Linked DNA regions of Mus musculus: region 2 is linked to region 1. The links are chromatin contacts, called in public HiChIP or PLAC-seq maps. All regions are on one chromosome and are shown on one strand. The core of a region is the stretch at or near the end of the contact, and the rest is flanking DNA. Distances in the headings are between cores, read along the strand shown.

Region 1 (5,834 bases), core at 2,368-4,867:
GCCTTTGGGGTAGCTTGGGTTACAGGCGAGGACCATCTCATCCAACTTCCAGCGAATTTCCTACATTACCCTTAAGACTGGGTAGTTTGCATATCTGTGAGCCACTTATAATTGTTTTATCCTAACATCTGCTAAGGCTCTTTTTCTTTGCTCTTTCTCCTGTGTGAACTATTTGACTTTGTTCCTGCTTTGTAAGAACTCTGTATTTGAAGTTAATAACACCTAATTGTCATGTTTTTTGAAAAATAATTTCCCAGTTTGTAATCTTTTGGGGTTTATATTTTCACTTATAGAAAAATATGGTTTAAATTAACTTAATGTCTAGTGTGATTACATCTGCTTTTTATTTCTTTCTTTCTTATTTATCTTTGTTGTTTGTTTGTTTCTGAGGCAGTTTCTCTGTGTAGTCCAGACTGGAACTCGCTCTGTAGACCAGGCTGGCCTCAAACTCAGAGATTCGCCTGTTTCTGCTTCCCCAGTGCTGCCTTGGCCACCACCACCTCTGGACTGCTTTTAATTCTTCTGACAACTGTTATTACCTGTAGACAAGGCAAACATCTGCCTGTATGTCACGGTATGAAGCAATGAACGCTCATCCTTTCTCTAAAGAAAGGTCTGCCAGAGCACTCAGACCTCCCGTAAGTTTGGTGACAGTAACTCTGTGTCCACTCTGACCAACAGGTCTCAGTGTATAATAGCATAGTGCTTGGTAAACACCAAGTCAATATTTGTGTAACAAGTTTGACGCTTTTGTACTGGATTAAGTCAGTATTTATTATTCAGGCCACTAAGAGATCATACGTTATACCTATTAGGATGGTTATCTTTCAAAAAGATAACGCAGCCACTACAGAAAATACCATGGTGTTTCTTTAAAAAAAAATTAAAAATAAAGTGACTAGGGCTGGAGAGATGGCTCAGTGGTTAAGGGCACTGACTGCTCTGCCAGAGGTCCTGAGTTCAATTCCCAGCAACCACATGGTGGTTCACAACCATCTTGTAATGGGATCCGATGTCCTCTCTTCTGGTGTGTCTGAAGAGAGCAACAGTATATTTACATACATTAAATAAATAAATAAATAAATAAATAAATAAATAAATAAATAAATAAATCTTTTTAAAAAGATGACTACATGATCCACCGACTTTAGGGTGTGCATTCAAGGGATAGGCAATCAGGATGTTGAGGTGACATTTATAGTCCCGTATTCATGTAGCAATACTCAGAGCCCAGATATGAAACCTAGCTAAGTGTCTCTCAGGGGATGAATGCACAAAGACCATGTGGTGTGCATAGACAGTGGAGTGCTTGATGTTCAATCACAGACAAGAATGAAGTGGCGTCATTGTTGAGGCATGGAGAGGAACCTGGCGGGCACCGCGCTAAGTGCAGTAAGCTGGCTACAGAGAGTCAAGGAGACCAATTCATGTAGAACCTGAAGAGGATGAGCTCACTGAATATGTAATAGAACAGCGACTGCAAGGTGCAGCACCCCGAGAAACTGGGGAACTATCTATCCAAAGATATGAATCTTTAATTCCAAAGGAGCACATTCAAGAGACCCATTGCATCATCACGGAGGCCATCATTAATAACAGTGTGTATCTGAAAATTGCTTAGGGTAGATTTTTAAATATTCTCACCACACCTCCCAAGTACGTGAGGAAATGCATGTTAAGTGTGTCAGCCATCCCACAATGTGTCCATACGTCAAAACAGCATCTCTATTGCATTTATTTATTTATTTAGTATGGGTTCTTGTGCTCCACGCAGCGTGTGTAAAAGTCAGAGGACAACTTGTGGGTACTGGTTTCCTCTATCAACAATGTGGGTCTCAGGGATTTCTCTGAGCTATCTCACCAGTCTGGAAATATAGAAGTTTTACTTGTCAAATAATAGTCTACAGTGTATAGCAAAAACTATTCTCAGATCAATTGTTCGTTGGGTCTATACTCCAAAAGGGGGTGGGTATCTTTTGGTCAAATAAGTAAATCTGCAAGCAATAGGAAACCATATTCTTTTGTTTTCAAGAAAGGATCTCTCTGTGTAGCCCTGAAACTCAATCTGTAGACCAGGCCGGCCTCGAATTCAGAATCCACCCGACTCTGCTTCCCAAGTGCTAGGATGAAGGGCGGGCTCCCTCATGGACCTGACAGAAAACTCTGATTCTTAATGCCTTTCATTCTTCTCTGTGGTGTATTAGCATCCTGGCAGAAAAGCCAATGGATTAGCCTTCAAACTGTTGAATCCCATAGTCTTGTCTTTGTTGGTTTTACCCTTAGCTTCTTTTTCCATCCCCTCCCCCAGCCTCTCCCCCCTCCCCCCAGGTTATGCTCCCTTCCACACAGTCTTTGCAGAAACCTGGGTCCTGTGAGACCACAGGGGAGCAGAGAGCCCAGATGAAAGGCAACATTGTTTGCCTGTCCCTGCCAGAATGCGGGTTTAAGCATCTATCTGACCTCTTTGCTGTTTTCTCTCATCTCCCCTTTCCCAGACTGCTAGCCGGCTCGCCTAGCGTGATGGCTGTGGACATCCAATACAGCTACAGCAGTATGGCCCCTTCTTTACGCAGAGAGCGCTTCACCTTCAAGATCTCCCCCAAACTGAGCAAGCCCCTGAGGCCTTGTATCCAGCTGGGCAGCAAGGATGAAGCCAGTGGAATGGTGGCCCCCGCAGTGCAGGAGAAGAAGGTGAAGAAGCGGGTGTCCTTCGCCGACAACCAGGGGCTGGCCCTGACAATGGTGAAAGTGTTCTCGGAATTCGATGACCCACTAGATATTCCCTTTAACATCACCGAGCTCCTAGACAACATCGTGAGTCTGACGACAGCAGAGAGCGAGAGCTTTGTTTTGGATTTTCCGCAGCCTTCCGCAGATTACTTAGACTTCAGAAATCGCCTTCAGACCAACCACGTCTGCCTAGAAAACTGTGTGCTGAAGGATAAGGCCATCGCGGGCACCGTGAAGGTCCAGAACCTGGCCTTCGAGAAGGTTGTGAAGATCAGGATGACATTTGACACCTGGAAAAGCTTCACAGATTTCCCTTGTCAGTATGTGAAGGACACTTACGCTGGTTCAGACAGGGACACATTCTCCTTTGACATCAGCTTACCCGAGAAAATTCAGTCTTACGAAAGAATGGAGTTTGCCGTGTGCTACGAGTGTAACGGCCAGGCGTACTGGGACAGCAACAAAGGCAAAAACTACAGGATCACCCGGGCTGAACTCCGATCCTCTCCGGGAAAGATTGAGCCGTACAATGGACCAGATTTTGGAATCTCTTTTGACCAGTTTGGGAGCCCTCGGTGTTCCTTTGGCCTGTTTCCAGAGTGGCCTAGTTATCTGGGATATGAAAAGCTGGGGCCCTACTACTAGTGACTGCAGGTGACAGTCCGTGGCTCAGATCAAGATGGAGGCGAGAGAACGGAAGGCCAGAGGAAAGTTGAACTGCCACTAGGCGTGGTTTTTGAAAAGACAGGCTCCTGTTCACCTTTTTCTTAAACCAGCAAGTCCAGCGTGTTTCCATCACACCCGGTTTCTTGCTCAGAGGAGTGGAGCGGTGCTGATCCTCTGTGGCATCCGGGTTGGCCACAAGGGAATGCGCAGGATGGTGCCAGAAGGGTCTGGAGAGGAGCCAAGCTGGCAAGGACAGAGGAAGCTGGCCTCTCTTCCACACTTGGACTCTGAAAGTCACCCAGAAACCAATCTCCAGCCTTACCATTGACCTCGAGGTCCTGTCCCCGCTCATGGCTTTCCATGCGTCTCCTTCATTCCACGAGTACTCCGAAGGGAGCCACCTCAGTTCTGGGACACACTGGCCTGATTGATACCCAGCAGCCTCAGAAGAGGGCCGGGGGCGGGCGCTTTCTGTGCGAGCTCTTTCACTACACTTCCTCCCGCTACAGTCTATCCAGTGATCTGGACAAGAGAGACAAAGCAAATAAGTAGCTCGTGTCTGGGATAGGCATTCCCTCCCCCCTCTCTCCTCCTGACCCCTCCTTTATATTCCAGAAGAGAGCAACATATTAGTTACTAGAAAGTCATTGGTTCCCATGTGGGGTCACAGGGTACAGCACTGGGACAAGGTGGGACAGTCTGAACTTTTAGCTTTTCCTCTTGGATGTTGGGGGAGCTTTTGAAGCACCGTTTCACCCGGAGTTACCAGAAGAGGACTCAATGACAAGATGCATTTCCACTTGCCTGGCCGGTGTGTGTGAACTGTTTGTGTTTGAAGAGAGTCATAGCTCTCATGTCTCCTGGAGCCTCCACTTCAGTGCCTTGTCTGAGGCTTTCAAATAGCAAGACTGGCATCTCCTCGAGTCCTCCAGACTGTGCTTAGATATATATTCATATTCAGGATGCTTTATGAACCCCCAAGGACATTGATCGGGTGTTTTTATTTATGGTGTGTATTATAAAAAGATAGGGGAGAAAAACCTCACGTTTTTCTATGTTATTTTAAATGTTTGTCAACTCTGAGGTATCAGATGAAGTTTTCTTAACCATATTGGAGTGCAATGCGCTTTCATACGCTAGCGTGAGACTCCTGGAGTTCTTACCCTTGGGTGAACCCCCAAACCCTGTGATTTTTCTCTAGGGCAAATTAGAATTATAGGGGAGATTTTTTTAAATGCGAGTTTGTAGAATTAGGGGTGTTGTTTTGTTTTGGAAGTTTGATAAAAGATGCCTGTTTCATTTCCTTACTGAAGTGATGTTTCCCTGAGACAAGACAGAAAGGAGCAGAGTCTCATGGTTTCGGAGGTGGGGGCCACTGGACGTAGCCCTGTGCCCTCTGGCTTTATAAGTTAGCATCAGGCAGACATCAAATGTTTTTAATCCTAGCATGTGTGGTTTATTTTTTATCTTAACTTTTTCACTTTTGAAGATTCAAATGTTTTGACTTTTTAAATGTTATTTTCTATGATTTCTTATTCCTAAAACTGGTACTAGTCTGTAATCTGTGCTTTGTATATTGTGCCTCTCCCAGATGGGTGGCGATCTGGGATTGCATGCTGATTATCTGTGAGGAAATCATCTTTGTGCCATGAGGCTGAAGCTGGGGCCAGGAGTTTGTGTTTTATCTAAGCAGGCCATGTATCTCCTAGATGGGTGTACTTTAAATGTTCCGGATTTGTTGACCAGAGCAGCTAGGTTGAAATTGGATAGAAAGCAAAACTGCTCTCTATGGGTCATGCATTGTGTGTTAAGAAGGAAGGCAGCCAAGGGCACTGTTTCTTACATAGATGCAGACTAAAGATCATAAAATGGCTGGGGGCGGGGGCGAGGTACGGAATGGAATCTGTTCAGTGGTATGGATGATCTTCAGACATTCCGAGTCAAAATATAAAATATGGTAATTCCATGTTATATGTCCCTCCTAAAGCAGACATACCCTCACCCCCTTTTGCCCAGATTTGCCCCAGCTTTCTTGCTCACGAGCACTGCTTGAAAGCCCCCCAGCCAGCACACCTGGGGTGCACACCCACTGCTCAGCTCCAGGGGCATGTTGTGCCTTTGCCTGCTCACCAGGACCCTTCCCTTGAAGCAGTCCGTGGGCTGTGCTTGACTTCCTTATCAAGGCTGTCACTCAGAGACAGAAGAGTCTTCCTTCTGCTTTCTGCCTCCAATACAGCCCTCCTTCTTTTGACCCAGTCTGTCCCATGACTCTGAGATAGCCTCGGGAGCTGCATTTAGAAACTCTATGCATTGTTCAGAGTTCACCACTGTAGACAAATTTACGCAGCTCAGAAGACGACAGGCCCCTTGCTTGAAGATCCCACGGCAAGTTTGACCTGGAGGTCTGTCTTCATGCAGTTCTTGGCTAGGATGATGGA
Region 2 (5,834 bases), core at 2,459-4,958, 250 kb after region 1:
GAAACTGGGCAGCCAGCCAGCCAGCCTGCCCCAGCAGTCCTCTTATCTTTGACCCTCCTGGTACTGGGTGACAGGAGGTGTGTGGCCATGCCAAGCTAGTCATGTGGCTGTTGGGAATTCAAGCTCAGGACCTATGGCTTGTATAGCAAACACTCTTACCCACTACTCTATCTCCCCAGCCTGTTTTGTTGTTATTCTTTGCTTGCTTTTGTGTTAGTGATCTGGAAAATTCTGCTGTTGGTTCTGCTCATTCAGTCTGATCAAGAATGTCAGTTAAATATACTTTAAAGAACTCCACATGGTTTTCTCATTGTAGGTGACAGCAGGCCAGTTACGTCTATCTCCACCTTTCAGGGAATGAGCATTTTTGTATTCAAATGTTGAGGGAAGCACATCTTAGTCCATTGTATCTGATCTCATAGTTTCCTTCTTGGTGTAATTAAAATGAGTGCTTCTGCTGCTGCTCCTCCTCCTCCTCCTCCTTCTTCATCTTCATCTTCTTCTTGTTTGTGTTTCGAGACAGGGTTTCTCTGTATAGCCCTGGCTGTCCTGGAATTCACTTTGTAGACCAGGCTGGCCTTGAACTCAGAAATCCACCTGCCTCTGCCTCCCAAGTGCTGGGATTAAAGGCATACGCCACCACTGCCCGGCTAGTGCTTCTCTTCTTGATTTCATTTTTCTTGCCCTTATTCATGTTTTCACTTCAAATTTGCTTTGTCGTGCAGATCATATTTAGGCTGCCTCTTAAAATGTACCAATAACCTGATGGGGCACAGTGGCACACACCTTTAAACTCAGCACTCAGGAGGCAGAGGCAGGTGGATCTCTCTGAGTTAGGGACCAGCCTGGTCTACAGAGTGAGTTCAGGATAGCCAGGGCTTTGTTATACATAAAAACTGTGTCTCAAAAACACCAGCCAACATTGGATTTAGCGCCAGGTCCCCAATGGAGGACTTAGAGAAAGGACTGAAGGAACTAAAGGGGTTTGCAACTCCATAGGATGAACAACAATATCAACCAAGCAGACCTCACAGACCTCCCAGGGACTAAACCACCAACCAAGGAGTACACATGGAGGGACTCATGGCTCCGGCTGCATATGTAGCAGAGGACGGCCTTCTCAGGCATCAATGGGAGGAGAGGCCCTTGGTCCTGTGAAAGCTTGATAGATTCCCCCAGTGTAGGGGAATTGAGAGTGGGGAGGCAGGAGCGGGTGGGTGGGTGGAGAAACACCCTCATAGAAGCAGGGGGAGTGGGGATGGGATGGGGGGGGGTTCTGGGAGCAGGGACAGGGGGGAAATTGGGAAAGGGGATAACATTTGAAATGTAAATAAAGAAAATATCCATTTAAAAACAAAACAGAAAACAGCCAACAAACCAAACCAACAACAACAATCAATAACCTAAATACCTAGCATTTAGCCCTTAAACTTGCTTCCCAGTCAAGAGCGAGCAGCCTTAGCGCCTGGAAGGAGTTGAGGCTGACTCAGCGACAAATACAGAGGGATGGTTCTATGCTTTAGGAGTGGAGAATCCAGGGTTTCTTGGAGGAAAGGCTGGTGATCCAGTATCAGACATAGAGTACGGCATCAACTTGAGGATATGCAAGGGAGAGTCAAAGCATAGGGAGGGTGGGCCGTGTGGGAAAAGACCAGGGAAGGAGGCACCCAAAGCACACGGCTGTGTTTGAACACACACCCCAGGTTGCGATGTAAAGGGTGGCCCGAAGCCAGCCCTGCCTCCTCAGAGGTACACATACGAATGCTGACTAGTTCCAGATCTCAGATAAGATGTGAATACAAAGCTAATTCTAAACAACGGTAGGCGCTGTGCCCAGGCATATTTTCTTTGTGTGTTTGTAAGGAAACCTGCTTAAGTGTGAAGAGAATCACATTTTAAGGGAGGCTGTGCTATACTGAACACATGACATGCTCAAAGCTGTGTGCTATCATCAACTATGAGCTTTCAGCTTTTGGTTTCTTTAATTTCAAACTTGCAGTCCTCTTGCCTCAGCTGGATAACTGGAACTTTCCCTCTGGTTTTAAGAGAAATAGTAATAATGAAAGAGTGACTATTTATTTGACTTAGAGTTGGACAGATTTTAGGGCTGGTAGGGAAAATTCTGGGGGTTCCCCTGGCTGATCTCTCCCACCTCTTTGGATGCCAAGGTTGAGACTGAGAGTCCCTGTCAATGTCCCAGGAAAGGTTGTGAAAGGACAGCTGTGGTGGTGGAGGCTCCGTGTCCCTGTCGTTCAGCACGAGTGTCACCCATGCTGTTAGAGCCCCAGAGAGAGCAGAGGTTTACTTCTATGAAAAAGACTCTCCCATTGCTTAGGAAATAGCTTTCTACTCTTTGGCTTTTGTCTCCTCGGATCTGCAGTTCCGCTTTGGAGATTGTGGAAACGGATAGTTCTTGAGTTCTGCCCTTCCATTCTGATTTATCCTCACTGATCTTAGTGTGACCGTTAAATTTAGTAGATATTCCTGTATCTCATTTAAGATGGGGAACGTAGGCATGATAGAGCTGATGTTGTGGGGGGGGGGGGCAGCACAAAGGAGAGGTGGGTGAGTGAGCCTTGGCCTTGCCCCTCCCCTGCCTCTGTCTTGTTCTCACTTTCCACCCTTGGGGCACCCACACTGTGTGTAGTTCTCTCTTTGGAACAGAGCCTCTCTCTCTCTTGCTTTCTTCTCTTATTCTTTGGTGCACATCAGACACCTGCTTTCTGGGGTTGGTTGGTTGTTGTTCCCCCCCCCCCCCCCCGCCGTTAGTCAAACCTGGTAATTTTTCAGTAAGAAGTACAAGGGAAGAAATGGAGAGATGATGCGCAAGGCATCTTCATGCCCCGGAGCACTGGGTGGGAAAGGCTGTCAGCCACTGTCCTGGGATTGTTTAGGGATGGGTTAAGGGGTTACCAAGCGTGGTGAGTGCCTCTCAAGCTTCACTGTGCCAGGAGGAAGAGGAGCTAAGGAGATAATTCAGTGCATAAGAGCGCTTGCTGCACACACGGGAGGACCTGAGTTCATGTCGTGTCAAAGACAATAATTAAAACCAGCCGGGTGTAGTTGCACAGGGTGTACCTGTGACCTCCAGCTTGTGGAGGGTGGAGCTTGATAGCTGCTAGCCTGGCTTCACAGTCCGTGAGAGACCTCATCACAGAGGAATGAGTCATGGAGAGATAGAGCAGGACACTAGGCATCCTCCTCTGACCTCTCCATGTACACACAGATGTCATGCATGCCTGTACCCTACTGTGTGTGTGTGTACTACCCATATATGCTACAAACACACACACACACACACATATACACATATATGCACAGACACACACAAGCACACATGCACACACACACACCCTGCATAAAATAACCCTCAAACTTTTACTGTGTTCACCTAGCTCCTTCAGATGGAGGTTCTGAAGGGTGTGTGTTGGTGTGTGTCAGTGTGTGTCGGTGTGTGTCGGTGTGTGCGTGCATGAGCGCACAGGGGTGGGATTCGGGGGAGGGGAAGCTCGGGACCACGGCTGCAGTTCCAGGACTGAGTTTCTGAGCAGCTTCAGGTGAAAGTATCTCAGCCTGCCATGCGAACATTTAGTAAGACTTACGTCTGCCTCCCAGTCACTTTGAAGCTATGATTCACTGCTCGCAGAGGAAGCGATAGCATCTAAAATTAGATTCTTCGATTGTAGCCACTCCAGAAGCAAGGGTGGGGTGCACTTCCCCTTTTGGGGCTCCCCTTGAAGACTGACACTGGGCAGTCCTGTAGCTCACGTCAGGTCACTGCAGGGGCAGAGCATCTTTGCACTCTGCCACACATTTTTTTGCTCTAGAGGCAAACCCTAGTTATTTTTAACCTCACATCTTGATGAGGCTGGGATGAGGTTAATTTTTAGTAGTGGTGCAGAACACACATCCGTCTTTTTTTTTTTAAAGAAATGCATAAAACCTCATATGGAGTTGTCAAAATAGGATGGCATATTTCATAAAAATATGAAGCAGGATAAGGAGTGGTTTATACCGGGTAAGTGTGGTGAGATTGTCTTTTGTTTTGTTCAGCACATAGGCAGTCCCGGGTGCAGTGGAATAAGTGAGGTTTCATTAGGGGCTGCGAAGTGAGACCTGCTTTCTCTGAGGTTTCTGCAACCCAGAGGAGTTCTCTAAGGCATTTAGGGTCTTGGCATTAGCATTTCTGAACAAACGTCTTCTGATCTATCTGAAAAGGTGCTGCCAGTTCACACGGGCTCCTAAAGTTCAGTGTGCTTGCTTCAGGGTTGTTTTGACCACAGAAGAAATATGATCACAGTTCATATTAAAGAAAGGTTACAAAAACAAACCCAACAACAACAACAACAACAACAACAACAAGCAAAGCCAACGAAACTGACACATGTGGTTTGGGCTGAGTTCTTTACTACATAAGAGAAAAAGCATCATTGTTCAGCGCCCACCCCTGAGCTGTTTTTCCCTCTTGTCTGTGTGGTGTGGGCTGGGGCTGGAGCCCAGATACACATGTTAAGCTTGCACTGTGTATCTGAGCTGCATTGCTAGCCTACTTCGGTGTTTCTAACGCATACACGTGAGGAGATGTTGCATATTTAGCTTGCTGGTCCTTATTAGGGAGGTTTGCTTTGTAATTGCCCAACATCCAATTGCTATCTAGTTATCCAGGGTTAAAGAAGACATTTAAAATGGCATGTACAACAGAGCTTCTTAATATCTGAGTTTGCATGTAAAATCACAGGTTCAGCTGTTTGTTTTTCAAATGAAGATGTGTATATCTATCTTGCCAGCCCAAGGTATCATAAATCTTAGTGTTGTAGTTTGTCAATATTATTCTCATTTCTTAATAGCATTTTCTCCGCAAGGGCTGGAGACATGATTCAGTGGTAGGCTGATGGTCTGGTGTGCTCAAGGCTCTAGGTTTGATTGCCAGGACTGAGAAGGCCAGCAACAAAACAGCTGCATTTGCCTGGATTTTAATGAATTAGTTAATGAATTAATGGGCAGGGCCTCATTCTGTAGCTTAGGCTTATCTAGAACATACTATGTAGCTCAGGCTGACTTCTTAGCTTACAGCCATCCTCCTGCATCAGCTTACCCAGGGTTGGGATTACAGGCATGAGCTACCCACTACACTATGCTGGCACTTGTCTTTATAAATAGCAACTTGTTTGTTTGCCTGTTTATTTGTTTGAGACAAGCTCTCACTGTGTCTTAAGTAGCAATGTTTAATTGGCTTAAAGTCTGCCCTAAGCTTCAAACATGCCCTGTATGTATCTTAAAACGCCCCATTCTTTAGCTCAGTTTGCATTTTTATTACACCAGGGAACAAGGAAGGCTTCTAACCTGTGGAAATGACTGGTAGTCAGGAAGGAAAGAGAGAAAATGGATAATGTATGGAATTTTGTGTTAGTTTTTGTTACAAGATGATTTTTACTTTTGATTTCAAAGCCAAGAAGAATAACTGAAATTGTCATTGATATATAATTGATACTATATGATAATATATTAATATAATGTAAGATAAAGATCAAAATAATCTCCAACTATATAGAGAGTTTGATGCTCAACTGGTTACATGAGATACCATCTTAGAGAGAGAGAACTGCACAATGATATAGCATTTAGTTAATATATGTTAATATATGTACAACAGCTCATATTTCAAATTCCAAGTAAATACTTCTATTGTGTATATGCCTAGCTTAGCTATTCTAAATAATTGCTGGAAGCCGTGGGGAGTTTCATCTCCACACATGGTTGGTTCGTGAGCTCTGCATCATCCAGTGGTTCTTCTACATGATATCATTGGGCCCCAAACATTCTGAGAGTGCTAA

What was found. HiChIP or PLAC-seq counts read pairs in DNA pulled down with a chosen protein or histone mark.
Region 2: an H3K27ac HiChIP or PLAC-seq map of microglia shows a contact between it and region 1, with 4 times the contacts expected there. The contact joins two enhancer-like sites. A contact is called at or near these places in 2 of 115 datasets of contacts at active chromatin or transcription factors (memory CD8 T cells and microglia) and 1 of 9 other capture datasets (liver).

What each region holds. Positions count from the first base shown.
Region 1 is chr8:35,381,489-35,387,322 of GRCm38.p6, forward strand. It overlaps Ppp1r3b (protein phosphatase 1, regulatory subunit 3B), which reads left to right. Exons shown (of 2, transcript NM_001364452.1): 2 at 2,496-5,834. The coding sequence starts at 2,521. The coding sequence ends at 3,375. Among named protein-coding and RNA genes, the nearest start is that of Ppp1r3b, 7.7 kb to the left of the region's middle. Within about 2 kb of position 3,618, at least 20 of the 459 cell types and tissues checked have an H3K27ac peak or open chromatin away from gene starts, as enhancers often do. A contact at or near this core is called in microglia, where this site is marked.
Region 2 is chr8:35,630,418-35,636,251 of GRCm38.p6, forward strand. The region is part of intron 1 of Mfhas1 (malignant fibrous histiocytoma amplified sequence 1); the gene reads left to right. Among named protein-coding and RNA genes, the nearest start is that of Gm16793, 44 kb to the left of the region's middle. Within about 2 kb of position 3,709, at least 129 of the 459 cell types and tissues checked have an H3K27ac peak or open chromatin away from gene starts, as enhancers often do. A contact at or near this core is called in microglia, where this site is marked.